Linked DNA regions of Mus musculus: all the other regions are linked to region 2. The links are chromatin contacts, called in public HiChIP or PLAC-seq maps. All regions are on one chromosome and are shown on one strand. The core of a region is the stretch at or near the end of the contact, and the rest is flanking DNA. Distances in the headings are between cores, read along the strand shown. Region 1 overlaps Auts2 (autism susceptibility candidate 2). Region 2 overlaps Auts2 (autism susceptibility candidate 2). Region 3 overlaps Auts2 (autism susceptibility candidate 2).

The links. HiChIP or PLAC-seq counts read pairs in DNA pulled down with a chosen protein or histone mark.
Region 1: an H3K4me3 HiChIP or PLAC-seq map of embryonic basal ganglia shows a contact between it and region 2, with 2.9 times the contacts expected there. The contact joins two enhancer-like sites. A contact is called at or near these places in 1 of 115 datasets of contacts at active chromatin or transcription factors (embryonic basal ganglia) and 2 of 9 other capture datasets (adipose tissue and liver).
Region 3: an H3K4me3 HiChIP or PLAC-seq map of embryonic basal ganglia shows a contact between it and region 2, with 2.5 times the contacts expected there. The contact joins two enhancer-like sites. A contact is called at or near these places in 1 of 115 datasets of contacts at active chromatin or transcription factors (embryonic basal ganglia) and 1 of 9 other capture datasets (embryonic stem cells).

The regions. Positions count from the first base shown.
Region 1 is chr5:131,792,948-131,797,368 of GRCm38.p6, reverse strand. The region is part of intron 4 of Auts2 (autism susceptibility candidate 2); the gene reads left to right. Among named protein-coding and RNA genes, the nearest start is that of 4930563F08Rik, 85 kb to the left of the region's middle. Within about 2 kb of position 2,583, at least 44 of the 459 cell types and tissues checked have an H3K27ac peak or open chromatin away from gene starts, as enhancers often do. A contact at or near this core is called in embryonic basal ganglia, where this site is marked.
Region 2 is chr5:131,483,715-131,488,007 of GRCm38.p6, reverse strand. All of the region lies in intron 6 of Auts2 (autism susceptibility candidate 2), which reads left to right. Among named protein-coding and RNA genes, the nearest start is that of Gm29681, 71 kb to the right of the region's middle. Within about 2 kb of position 3,042, at least 2 of the 459 cell types and tissues checked have an H3K27ac peak or open chromatin away from gene starts, as enhancers often do. A contact at or near this core is called in embryonic basal ganglia, where this site is marked.
Region 3 is chr5:131,823,073-131,827,736 of GRCm38.p6, reverse strand. All of the region lies in intron 4 of Auts2 (autism susceptibility candidate 2), which reads left to right. Among named protein-coding and RNA genes, the nearest start is that of 4930563F08Rik, 55 kb to the left of the region's middle. Within about 2 kb of position 2,921, at least 37 of the 459 cell types and tissues checked have an H3K27ac peak or open chromatin away from gene starts, as enhancers often do. A contact at or near this core is called in embryonic basal ganglia, where this site is marked.

The DNA of each region.
Region 1 (4,421 bases), core at 1,334-3,833, 310 kb before region 2:
AATTGGTGTGAAGCCTACATTCTAGTCCTGTTGCTGTCCTCCACCAGCTGTGTAGGGCATGCCCCTGTGAAATTTCAGTTATCTGTGAAGTACAGTGCAGGCCCTCCTTGCTTGCCTGATGCCACAGTCACAAGCATGGGGTGATGTAACATGCATGCAAGTGTCCTATGTCATTCAAAGCAGTGTTCAGATGCATGGGGTAATAGAACAGATTATTAAAATTGGCTTCTCCCATGAGATTCCAAACTAGGCCTTTGTGTGTCCCCAGTTGGGATAACAGAAGCCCATATGGTATTTCAATTGTACAGATTGTCATATGAACTTTGCTAGGGAGACAAAAGAAAGTCTCTTCAGTGTTTCAAATAGGACACTAATGACCAAATAGGACACTAATGACCAAATAGGACACTAATGACAACCAAAGAAACAACTACCCCAAATCTAGCTTGGTGAACCAAACCTGTGAACGTGATTAAGGTTGCTTACAGAAGCACGGGCAATTTAAGATAACTAGCTATACCCCCAAAGGAAAACTAACTCTCTCTCTCTCTCTCTCTCTCTCTCTCTCTCTCTCTCTCTCTCTCTCCCCCTCTCTCAACTGTTAATTGACCCTCAGAAAGAAGTGTCATTCGGTGAGCTCCCCTCACCTATCAAGTCAGGAAAGGATGGGGATATCTTAAGATCCTCTATCCTAGCAAGTATTACCTGTTTAAGTGTCCTCAGACAAGGGTGAGCCTATGGCCCATTTCTTCCAGGAAATTCTGTCTGTAGATTCTCGAGGTCTCATGCAAATAATCACAGCTGCTGCCTCCAGTTCAATGTGGCAACAGCCATCCCTTGCCAAAAATACCATTTCCAACCATAGTGGCTCTGTCAGAAATTGTTGTGCACTCCCATTGCTTAGGACCAGCTAGGGTCTAGCCACCTATAGTGTTTGTCCCTCATGGTGTTTTCTTAGGTGGCTTCTATTTAATGGGTCATCTTATGGATGACTATAAGCCCAAGGTCTCCCTTTTAGCATCTCTTTCTCTCTTCAATATTGGGTTGAGAGATATCTATAATGTGATTCTTATTAAAAGTGGAAGGAGAAGCAAGCATGGAGTGGGAGCCCCAGACCATCATCAAACCTCTTAGGATGTTTGCATGTACCCACAGTCAAACAAAGACGCATTTACACCCACAAGGGAATGAGTGTCCTCTCCCAACCCTGCCCAGGAAATTGGTCCTTGCTGTTCCCAGACCTCTCTGCAGCCTGACTTTGAAATCTACTTTTCCTTAGCATCTAGTACATGTCTCCTAGAAGCCCTTGCCAAGGCTCACTCTTAAGTCCGTCTGCCAACCCCAGTGCCACTACTCAGTTTCTACATGCTGTTGTAGGGTTTGAGTTTGGGTTGCACTGGAGAAGAGAGGGGGTGCATTATCCTTTCTTTACCATGTTTTTTTTTCTCCTGTGCCACACACAGAAGCAGCCTTAGTAGCTGGGGCTGTAGCTCAGTTGGCAAATTGCTTGCCTAACATAGGATTGATCCCTAGCACTGTGTTACCCAGGCATGATGCTGCGAGGCCTATAATCCCAGCACTCTGGAGCTAGAAGCAGGAGAATTAGATGTTCAAGAGCATCTTCAGCTATATAGCAAGTTGAAAGCTTGCCTGTGATACATCACACTCTGTGTTTGTTTTTTAACACGTGAAGAAACCCGAGGTATAGGAACAGAAAAAAAAAAAGCTGTATATGATTACATAACTAGACATTTTTCAACCTGGCTATGTATAATTAAACTTTCGACCTAATGTTTTCATGGCATAACTATGGCTTTGTGCCCAACTTTGGAAATTGCACTAGCTTCAACATTTGGGTTAGTCTTTGTCCCTCATACAGCAAGCATGCCTCCAGGAAACACTAGGGAACAGGGGCTAACGGAATGACTGTGTCTGAGCCTACTTTGAACAGCCAAGAACATCCTCTGTGCTCCTTGGCTCTTTTTCATGGGTCTTGATCATTTATTTGAGTCACTTTCTTCTACCCGTAGACTCGCGGCTCTTAGCAGCAGAAGCCTATCAAGGTCACCTCCCACTCCCTGAGGACAGGTTTCCTGTCATCGGACCCCTTCCTGGTCCCCAGTTACTGGGAGAACATGATGGCAGCCTCTCACCACCCTGTATCCCCATCTCTGACACACATGGTCTCTTTGAGCCTTCAAGATCCATCAGCCCACTAAAGCGAGAGAGTTAAAAGTACCAAGTTGCCGGATGATGGGGAAGTGAGAATGAGCGGGTCTCACACAGGGATGATTTGAAACAAGCCTTGTGGCTTTTTAATAATGTGCCAAAAGCAGTCTCAGTGGTGGGCCAGCAGGGCCCCCAGTCTATCTTCTGTGAAAGGAGAAGCCCAGCAGGCCCCGCCAAATGCAGACGGCCCCTCCACTCTGCTGGAGGAGACAGACTCCGAGATGGCAATCAAGGCTTGATTTGCCAACACATTTCCAATGATTAAAATGTAATTAGCACAACTGAGTGCCTCCTCCCCAGCTAATTTTAATACATGCTGTGACAGGCAGGCAGCCGGCTGTGCCTTTAGCCCAGCAGCAGATGGAGGCAGAGGCAGCGGGAGAGGAAAACCATTTTGCAATGTGACGATTCGCATCACAAAACCATCAGGGCGCTCAGCTCTTAGAAGGCCCTTGATGGCGGCACGTCAAATTGGTGCTGTCATAGCTGACCGTGGCAATGGCAGTCATCCTTCATGCTGTCCCAGAAGCCCAGCTAGGCAATTTCCAGGCGTAACCCTTTAAGATCTAGAAGGGGAAGAGAGAGAGAGAAAGAGAGATGGAGTGCTCTCTCGTTGTCTTGCCGTGACAGGCGTCAGCTCTGCAATGTGCGCTGTGAAACCCACACTCTTGGCAGCTTGCAAACTGTTATTTGCATGCTTCTCTTCCAAAACATGGTGGAGTGTGGTTTAGAAGATTTGGAAATAGCTGTTGCTCCAAATGGGAGCCCGGCACTCCGGCTGCCTTCTGTACTTCTTTCCCAGATCTGGGAAGCAGGTGCCCATACTGCCTAGGGTGGACAGGCAGCCTAGAGGTTTCCTTTTTTTTTTTTTTTTCTTTTCTTTTCTTTTCATTTATTTTTATTTTTTTTTATACCATTAGTCCCATAGCAGGATCAGAACCCTGGGGCCTCTCATCAAGACCATCTGCTTCTCTCTCATCTTGAAAGGCATGTTGTGCACACTGCAGAGTCCAGAGGCTCATATGGCCCTGTTCCTAGTAGAAGCGTCTGGGTTCTCCCTCAGCCTGTTGGGCTGTCACTCTCTTTCCAAGATGCTTCCTGGAGGCAGAGACCACTGGGCCATCCTGGGCTGGGATGCACTGTAGAACTTCGGGGTGTATTTTAGTTCTGTAAGTGCTAACATCTCACCCAGATGGGCAACTTACACAATACCACATAGAACAAAGAGACAGGGCTCACTGATAACAGGTATTAGACATTTGCTTGTGGCTGTATACCAGGTTTAAGGACTTAATGAAATGATGCATTTTGTCATTTAAATGCACACACATATAGAGGCTACATGTCCTCATCCCCACTCGTTAGATGAGAGACACTGAGACTTGGTAAGATTATGTAACTTTCCCAAGCTCTGTGTTAAGTGTTAGAACTTAGATCCAGGCTGGGGATATGGCATAGTTGGTAGTATGGTATACTTGCCTGGTATTGTAGGCCCTGGATTCAACCCCCAGGAATGATGGTGGAAGTCTGTAATCCCAGCACTTGGGAGGTTGAGGCAGAAGGATCAGGAGTGAAAGATCATCCTCAGCTGTATGGCCAGTTCAAGGCCAACCTGTATGGAACTCTGTCTCAGAACACCAACCATGGTAATAACAACAACTTAAGTCTGCACGGACAGTAAAATACATTGTGGCCTAAACAGACGGGAGAAATGTCCTGCAAAGACAGCGATGCTATTCTTAGAGCCCTTTGGAGATCAGTGTCCAGTGGGACCCCAGGGTGGCAATTATATGTCACTGTGTGTATCTGTTTTTCCTTTCACTGGAAAAAAAGTCATCATTAAAGAAGATTTCAGAAGGGGGCTTGAGAGATGACTCAGTCAGTAAAAGGTTGACCATGTAGGCATTAGAACCCGGGTTTCATCCCCAGAAAGCATGGAGGGAAAAACAGTCATGGTGGCGTGGACACACAATGGAGACAGGCAATCCATGAGTCTCACTGTCTAGCCAACCTGAACACCAGGCCAATGAAATACCCCATCTCATAGGATAAGATAGACAGTGGATGCAGAACAACAGTATTCAGGACTGACCTACACACACGCACACACAAAAGCTTCAGAGAATTTATAAGTATAGCTTAAAAGAGTCCACATCCTTTATCACTTAGAAGTAAATGGTGTGACTGTTTCG
Region 2 (4,293 bases), core at 1,793-4,292:
CAGACCTTGGAGTTCACCTTGACATGGAGAAGAGTCCTTACTCGTTTTATTGATGTTTTAATTAACAGTGAAATACAGTATATATTCATGATTAGGTTGTAGGCAATTAGCAATAAACATTTTAATATGCAAATTAAATCTTCGGGGGCACTGATACCTATGAGTGATGCCAAAGCATCCTCACTGGAATGTCACGTCCAGCTTCACTATAGCCACATAGTGGGATCCCTGAGTCAACCTTTCTCAGCCTATATCCTCCACTTCCTCAAAGTCCTTCAGGCCCCAGGCCAAGAGCAGTTAGGGCAGACTTTTGTACAAATAGCTGGGAGGAGTGGGTGGCTGGGATCTCTTCCCATCTCCCCTTCTTCTAGGAGGGAATGTCAGCCTTCAACAGGCCAGATCCTGATTGACACTTGGGCAGGCACAAGTGATACAGTACATATGCAGGCTGTTTTCCTGGGAAGACCGAGTTCTGTAACCCATAATTTGTCTAAGCACCTAGCTTATAATATGCTTATTACATTTTGCGGTATGAGAGAGCCAGGAGCATTAGGTCACCCCAGTTCTGAATGCTAATAAGCTAATTACCGTGTTGAGGGAGACAATAACACTTCCGAGGTTGTCCCATGCATCGATCCATTCCTCAGAGTCTGTAACCTCAGACTCTTTGCATCATGAATTCGCCTGATTTGTGGGTGCTTCTGATACACAGTCATTCTGTGTGTAGAGATAGATGCAGTGCGAGCCACGGGTATGTGGAGGGCTTGCTGTTGGGGACAAGACATTTTATCACTGACAGATTAAGCATGTAGCTTCGCTGGTAGAGAGCTTGCTAGCATGCATGGAACACTGGGTTTCATCCCAACACTGCATGAACCAGGCAAGGTGGTGCAAACCTGTAATCCCAGCTCCCAGGAATCAGAGGCAGGACGATCAGAAGTTCAAGACCATTCTAAATTACCTAGGAAGTTGGAAACTGGCCTAGGTTACCTGTCAACCTGTCTTTTAAAGGGGAAGGTAATTTAGTAGACATGTATGTATTGTTTGTTAAAGCACTAAGGAAGGGTGTGTGTGTGCTCAGTATACATAGGTGTAGATGAACATGTACACATGTGTTCATTCCAGTAGAGGTTAGACGGAAGCCATGGTGATGTTGCTCAGAAAGGATCCACTCTTTGAGACAGTGTCTCTTACTAGCTTGGAACTCGCTGATTAGGGGAGGCTGGCAGACAGGGAGCCCCAGGGACTGAGGAAATGGCTTATCAGACCCAAGTTCAGTTCCCATTATCCGTGTTGAGTGAGTCACACTACCAGTAATTCCAACTCCAGGAGATAAGCCTCCGCAGATATCCAAACACATGTGGCATACTTGCTAACAGACACATATACAATCATGTAGTGTGCTTTCTGGGATGTGTTCCAAGTCTCTTGCTATGCTAGAGATTTTTTTAATTAAATTAATTTATTTATTATGGGGGTATTGCGTACATATGTGGAGGTCAAAGGTCAGCTTGCTAACATTGGTTCTGTCCTCACATCATGTGGATCCTTAGGGATCAAATTCAAGTCATCAGGCTTAGCAGCAAACGCCTTTACCCATGAGCCATGCATACCACTGGCTCCTATGCTAGAAATTTTTATTGTTTGGACCAAACTCTGTTTTCTTCTCATGAAAGTGAAGTACACTGGTTTTGTCCTTGTTGAGGCCTCTGTATGTAATCTCTTGTCCCTTACCATTTTCTGGTTGTCTTAGTTAGGGTTTCATTGCTGTGAAGAGATGCCATGACCACAGCAACTCTTATATAAAAAACGAAAACAAAAAGACATTTAATTGGAGCCGGCTTATAGTTTCAGGGGTTTAGTCCATTATCGTCATGGTGGAGAAACATTGCAGACTGCAGGTGGATATGGTGCTGGAGAGGAGCTGAGAGTCCTGCACCTCCATTCAAAGGCAGCAGGAGACTGTGTGCCACACTGAGCATGGCTTGAGCATAGGAAACCTCAAAGCCCATCCCTACAGTGACACACTTCCTCCAACAAGGCCACACCTACTTCAATAAGGTCACAGCCACTAATAATACCCCTCTCTGTGGACTAAGCATTTAAATACACGAGTCTATGGGGAGCCATTGCTATTCAAATCACCACACTGGTTATTTATTTATATACTTTTGCAGTTCTGGGGGTTGAACTAAGGGCTTGTGTATGTTCAACATGTGCTCTCACTAAGACACACTCCTCTCGCTGAGCAATTCTGTCCAAACACTTCACTTCTGACCTGCATCTCAAGCCTTCTTTTTGCATGCTTTCTGCGCGTGTGCAGGCACACTCAATGCGTGTTTTATAAACACACATTAATATCTGGTGTCTTTCTTGATTATTGTCCACATTATCTTTATTTTTAAGATAGGGTCTCATTTTGTAGCCCTGGCTAGCGTAAAAAACCTCGCAGAGATATGCCTGCCTTTCCTTACTGGGTGCTAGAGACCCCAGCCTGTCTCAGTGTTCCCTGCACTGGGGTAGTCACAGACAACCATGACCATATCATTCATTTACTTTGGGATAGAACGTGGACAAGCTTATTTGTATGTCTGTTAGGACATTCAGAGAAGGCTGTCGTTTCCTTTTACCACTGGGCTTGGAGGAAAAACCCCAGGTCTCCAGGTTTAGCCACAGTGCCTCTCTTTACCCACAGAGCCACCTTGATCCAGTGGCTCGCTCAAAACTGCCTGTAACTCCAGCTCCAGGGGACTAGGAACCTAACACATGTGCATATCCCCATCACCATCCATATACACAAGTAAAAATAAATTTAAAAAAACATATTTGAGACAGGGCCACACTGTATATCCAGGCTAGCCTATAATCTTTATGTAGATCAGGCTGTCTTCGAACTCACAGAGATCCACCTGTGTTGTGAACAAAGGCAGGAGCCACCATGTCTGGCTATAAATAATATTTTAAAAAGAACTACCCAGGACTCTCCAGTTGTCCACACACATGCACATGTTCCCATACCCACACATCCACATACATGTACTGCACCATTCATATGTGTACATAATAAATGGATAAGAATAAAATAAAGCACACAGACATAGAAGCCCTGTGAACACTTCTACATTCCCATTCCCTGGTGTGGCCCTGTTTATGTTTTCTTATTTACTTTCCTTCCTGTGTGTTTGTGTTCATGAAGTCTGTAGGCTACGGTGGAGTCCACATGTGTGCACACCATAGACAGACGCCAGCAGGGCCCCACCCATCCCTGGTTATTAAAAAGCTCTATGCTTTTGATTGCCCTACTTTTTTTCTTGTAATACAAAAATAACCAAGCTATTAGAATCCTTTATGATTCAAACCAGAACATTAGTTTTATTATATATGGAAAATGGATCTTTAAACATCAAAATGACATCTAATTATTTCCCATTGGCTTGTATTATATGCTATTATTTTATTGCAGTATACTGTCCAATTACAGAAACGACTCCAAAGAGGCATAATTTTTCTGGCTTAATGTGTAATTGTTTATTGAGTGTTTTTCTCATTATGGTGATTTTTTTTTCCCTCTTAGAATTGCTCTTATAAAGAAGCTTGCTTAGAATTTTTGTAAATTGATTATTATGTAGTTAAAGAAATCAGGCATTCAGGCTATGTGTGGCAGTGTGTTCAGAGCTGAAGGAAGTGTATGATTTAAAGAGACCCTTCTTCAAAAACCTGAAGCTGCAGAGCTGGAGAAATGGCTCTGCTCTTCAGAACACGTGTGGCTCTTGCAGCAGACCTGAGTTCAGTTCCCAGCACCTATGTCAGGCAGCTCCAAACCACCAGGAGCTCCAACTCCAAGGGATCTGATACCCTCCTCTGGCCTCTGTGGGCACCCACACATACATGCCCATACACATGCCCATGCCCATGCCCATACACATGCACATATACATAAATAAAAATAAGCCTTAAAAAATAAAGTATTAAAATTCCAATAGCAGTAAGTTGTATTGTTATCGAAATACACATTTATTTGTTTATGTTTTGGGGAAGAAATGTAGTAAGTTGTTGTATAAAATTAATGGGTTCTGTGTTAGTTTAGAAATTCGTGCCTAACCCCCACAAGCAGCAGGTGTAGCCCTGCAGGTCATTAGAGGAGCTGTTTATGGTAGGTAGCTTTAAGTGAGTGACTGAGTCAAGTGACTGACTCAGGCCTGAAATCCCAGTTACTTCAGAGTCTGAGGAGGAGGGAAGGCACATTCAGGGCTTGCCCTGGCAGCAGGGCTAGTTCAAGGCCACTATGGGGAA
Region 3 (4,664 bases), core at 1,672-4,171, 340 kb before region 2:
TGCAGGAGGCCTTGCATTCAGTCTTCAGCACCGCATAAATCAGCCACAGAGGTGCATGCTTGCAGTCTTAGCACTCAGAAAATGGAGATAGGAAGGACAGAAGTTCAAGGTCATCTTTGACCATAGAATGAGTTTGAGGCCAGCCTGGGCTACCTGAAACACTGGATCAAAAGGATTTTATTTTTATTATTGTTTAGTTATTGTTATTTTGTTTCTCTTCCATTCGCTTCTTATTTTATTTAAGGTTTATGCTGGGTAAGTATTGTATAATGCAAGCCATGTTTTTTAGCTGCCAAACCTGCTTTCCGTCAGTTCAATTATCCCTGTATCTAAGTGCATATGATTCTCTTTCTGGTTATAGTTTTATTAAAAATACCTTGGTGTATTTTTAAAAAACAAAAAAACAAATATGTTCTTACAAAAAAAAGAACAGAAAATAAAAAACAAAACCAAAAACAATAGTATACAGATGGAAAATGAGAGTAAAAACCTAGGCTGGATATATGGCTCAGTGACCAAGATGCTTGATGCAAAATGCATGAAGATCTGAGCTTAGTCACCAGAATCCACATTTTAAAAGCCAGCTTGGACTGGTGTGTTAACTCAGAAGGTAAAGGCACTTGCTGCCTCCACCTGATGACCTGTTTGTTGCCCGGGAGCCACACAGTTATAAGGAGGGAACTGACTCAGTGTGTCTGTATACATTGACAAGCAAACAGATATAATAGTTTTTGTAAAGCCAGACATAGTGACTCATATGTGTAATGCCGGTGAAGGGAAAGGAGCCGATAAGATTCCTGAGGCTTGCTGACCAGAAAGTCTAGCCTACTTTGTAAGACCCCGCTTGGTCTCAAAACACAGGCACCTGAGGAAGGTGCCACCCAAGGTTGTCCTCTGACCTCCACGTAGACACTTCAGCACTCATACATGCATGAGCACATATGTAAATGCGCATACACAACACACACACACACAAACACAAACAAAAACAAAATAACACCTGAAAACACATCAACCTGAGCTGTCTACTCCTGAACATCTCTCTGGGTCATCTTTGTGTACACCCAAGCATTTATTTTTCTTGAAATGAGACCAAATTCTCTGCCTTCTTTTCCGGCTTGGTATATTCAAGTTCTTTTAATGCTTATCAGCTAAGCAGTAACCTAGGCGTTGCAGTGGGAGCAAGCTAGTTCTGATTTGGCCTTTGTTCTTTGCTTCATTGTGCCTCTTGGGTTAGTTCTTTAGTCCTTGGCTTCCTCCTGATTAATAAATGAATCAGAAAAAAACAAAAAAGTTCTCATTAGCACAGTCATGGAAAAGCTCCCATTCTCAGACACTTGACAAGGACTATTTGTGACACATCATGGCCTTTAGAACTCTCTGGGTGTTAGGACATTTTAACAGGAGGTTCAAACGCTCAGGTAAAACTGTAGCTTTGAAAGCTCCTTGCATTTAAGTGTGAGGTCCTGAGCTTGAATCCCCAGAACCCATGTAAAGCCAGATACAGTAGAAATGCATGTCAACTCCAGACCAATTAAAAAGCTGGGCAGTGGTGGCCCATGCCTGTAATCCCAGCACTTGGGAGGCAGAGGCAGGCAGATTTCTGAGTTCGAGCCTAGCCTGGTCTACAGAGTGAGTTCCAGGACAGCCAGGGCTACACAGAGAAACCCTGTCTCTAAAAACAAAACAAACAAACAAAAACAAACAAACAAACAAAGGGAGCCTGAGACAAGAAATTCCCATAAGCTTGTGGGACAAGCTAACTTGGTACACATGGAGGTGGGAAGCAAGAGACCCTGTCTCAAAGGAAGAAGATGATGGACTAACACCTGAAGTTGTCCTCTGATGCTCCAGTGTACTATAGCGTATGCACGCGCGCGCGCACACACACACACACACACACACACACACACACACACATACTTTAAAAAGAAGCTGTAGTGCATTTGTTTGACTACTTAGAACAGCCTTGCACCCCTTGCTTGTTACATAACCCACAGAGGGCTTATTCATTTAACTGTTGTTTTCTATCTTAGGAGAAACTAGCAGCAGAATTGTTCAGCACCTTGGAGGCATTCTTCACAGCACAGACCTCCTGCTATCACTAATTAGCCACAGCATTCCCCGCCCAAGCCCCTAGTCCATGTGTTGTGCAGAATAAAAAAGTCTGCTTTTCCTAGGTAAGGATGGTGCCTGCCTCTCGATCTAGGGATGACACCGAGCTTTAGGGTAGTGGGAGTTCTTGGAGGAGGCAGTGTGATGAAATGTGACCTCCACAGATCTTGAGTGACTGGCTGTTTGCAGCCTACTGTTCTGTGGGAAGCAGGATCTGCATCAGCAAGCATCTTTGGATGCTAACAAAATCCCCGGGCAGCTGAGAAGAAGCACTAGTGTATTATACTGGTCTGTTAACAATTGGCCCCAGGCACCCACCCTGAAGCCATTTGAGATAATGATGGGTGTGCACAATAGCCTGTGGTCTTCCATTAGGAAGAACAAAAGGAAGGAGTTGGGAAGAGCAGAGAGAAGGAAAGGGCAGAGAGAGAGGAAGAGAGGGAGGAAGAGAAAGAGAGAGGGGGGAGGGGAAGAAGGGGTGGAGCAAAAAATATGGGAGGAGGGAAGAGAAGGAAGGACAGAAGGAAGGAAGGGAGAATAAGAGAGGAAAAGAGAGGAGAGAGAGGTGGAAAGGAAGGAGAGAGGAAGGTAGAAGAAAAGAGAGGATGAGAAAAAGGGAAGGAGAGGTAAGAGTGAAATGGAAGGAAGAGGGAAAGGGAGAAAAGCAGAGGAAGGCAGGCAGGTCCTGATTCTGCATGCTTGTTGCTTGTCCCTGTGCAGTGAAGCTTGTCAGCAATACCCCCCACTGCCCCTTCCTGCTGCTCCTGCCAGGAGGACCAGCCAAGGCTTTTACGCAGGCGCTCACAGACGCCCCTGTTCCATGGCTCTGCCATTTGCTCAGTGGGGGGACGTTTTCTTAGCGGAGCAGCACACCGCTCTGCCTGAGGGATTGAGAACATATTGCTTGGCAGGTGGGCCCCGCTCAGACGCACTGACTGTTGTTTCAATGGTGACAGGGAACATACATCACGAGGGCCCATTATGCCAGTGTAAATCCATGGTAACCTGCTCAAAGGGCTGCAACCAACTAACAAAGTATTTGGGTCTTAATAGGTGATATTTTAAAGATACATAATTGGGATCTGGGAAGTAATGCTGTGTGTCAGGCCACTCTTTTAGTCATCTTAACAGAAGCTGGGCCTCCAGAACAATACCACTCTTGTGGAGCCATGAGCATAAAGATGACAGAGATGGAGTTCCAGCGCCTCTGTAGGCAGCTAGGTAGGCCATGGCTGTTGCCCAGATCTCACCCAGCAGGGAAAGCAGCCCTCAGTTCTGAGGCCTTCTCTCTATTCATTGGCACTCGACATTGATGGACAGAGAAACCCCTGGGATGCCAAGTGGATGATGTCAGAGTTCTCCACAGTTTCTCATGGGAGCCCAGTAGGACTGAGAGCTTGGTTTGGCATTAACTGGTGGGCAGGCTAGCCTCTAAGCAGACACCTAACGCCGTTATCAAGTGGAGATGGTAGGGACTAAGGAGATGGCTTGGTGCTGAAAGGGCTAACTGCTCTTGAAGAGTACCTGGGTTCCATTCTAGGCACCCTCGTGGCATCTTACAACCATCTATTTGTAACTACAGTTCCAGCAGATCCTTCATCCCTCTGACATTCATAGGCACCAAGCATGCACCTCATACACATTCATTCATTCATTCATTCATTCATTCATTCAGGGAAAACACTCATTCACATAAAAATGAACCTTTTTTTTTTTTTTAAAAAAGCAATGTCTCCATTTTCCCTGTAGAATCCAATAAGATACTGAAATATTAGTTATAATTAATCGTGTGTCTGTGTGTGTGTGTGTGTGTGTGTGTGTGTGTGTGTGTGTTGAGACAAGGTATCACTGTGCACCCCTGGCTGCCTTGGAACTTGCTCTGTAGACCAGGCTAACCTCGAACTTGTAGAGATCTGCCTGCCTCTGCTTCCCAAGTGCTGGCACTAAAGGTATGTACTACTATGCCAAGCTGTAAAACTTATAACTGGATTTAGAGTCATCTAGATGGTAACACCTCTGGGCTTGTCTCTTGAGGCTGTTTGCAGAGGTACCTCACAGAGGGAGGAGGACTTATCTTGCATGTTGGTGGCAGGTTGTGATCCTGGACTAGACGAAAAGGAAAGAAAGAGAAAATAACGTAAGGACCAGTATTTATCTGTCTCTGCTTCCTGCTCTGCCCAGATACAAACACTCCTGAAAACCGTGCCTTTCCTACCCGTACCATCTCAAACCCCAGTCAGGAATAAACCCTTTTTCACTTACATTTTCTCATCAGATAAATGTTCATAACAAGGAGAAAAGTAACCAGCATTGAGGTCCATGAACAAAATGTGAAGGCTGGGTGTGTTCCCGTGGGAAGGAGGTCCACCTGGCTGGCAGCAACATGGAGAAGTCTGTCCACCATACCTGTTTCCAGGAGACAAACTCTCCCAGAGTTTTCGGAATAGAGTGTCAGTGGTACTTTTTGTACACATCCCTACAGGGGTTGTCTTTGTTCTCAATCATGGTCCACATTCCTTATTATCCACAGCCTGTGTTCCTGCACTCCC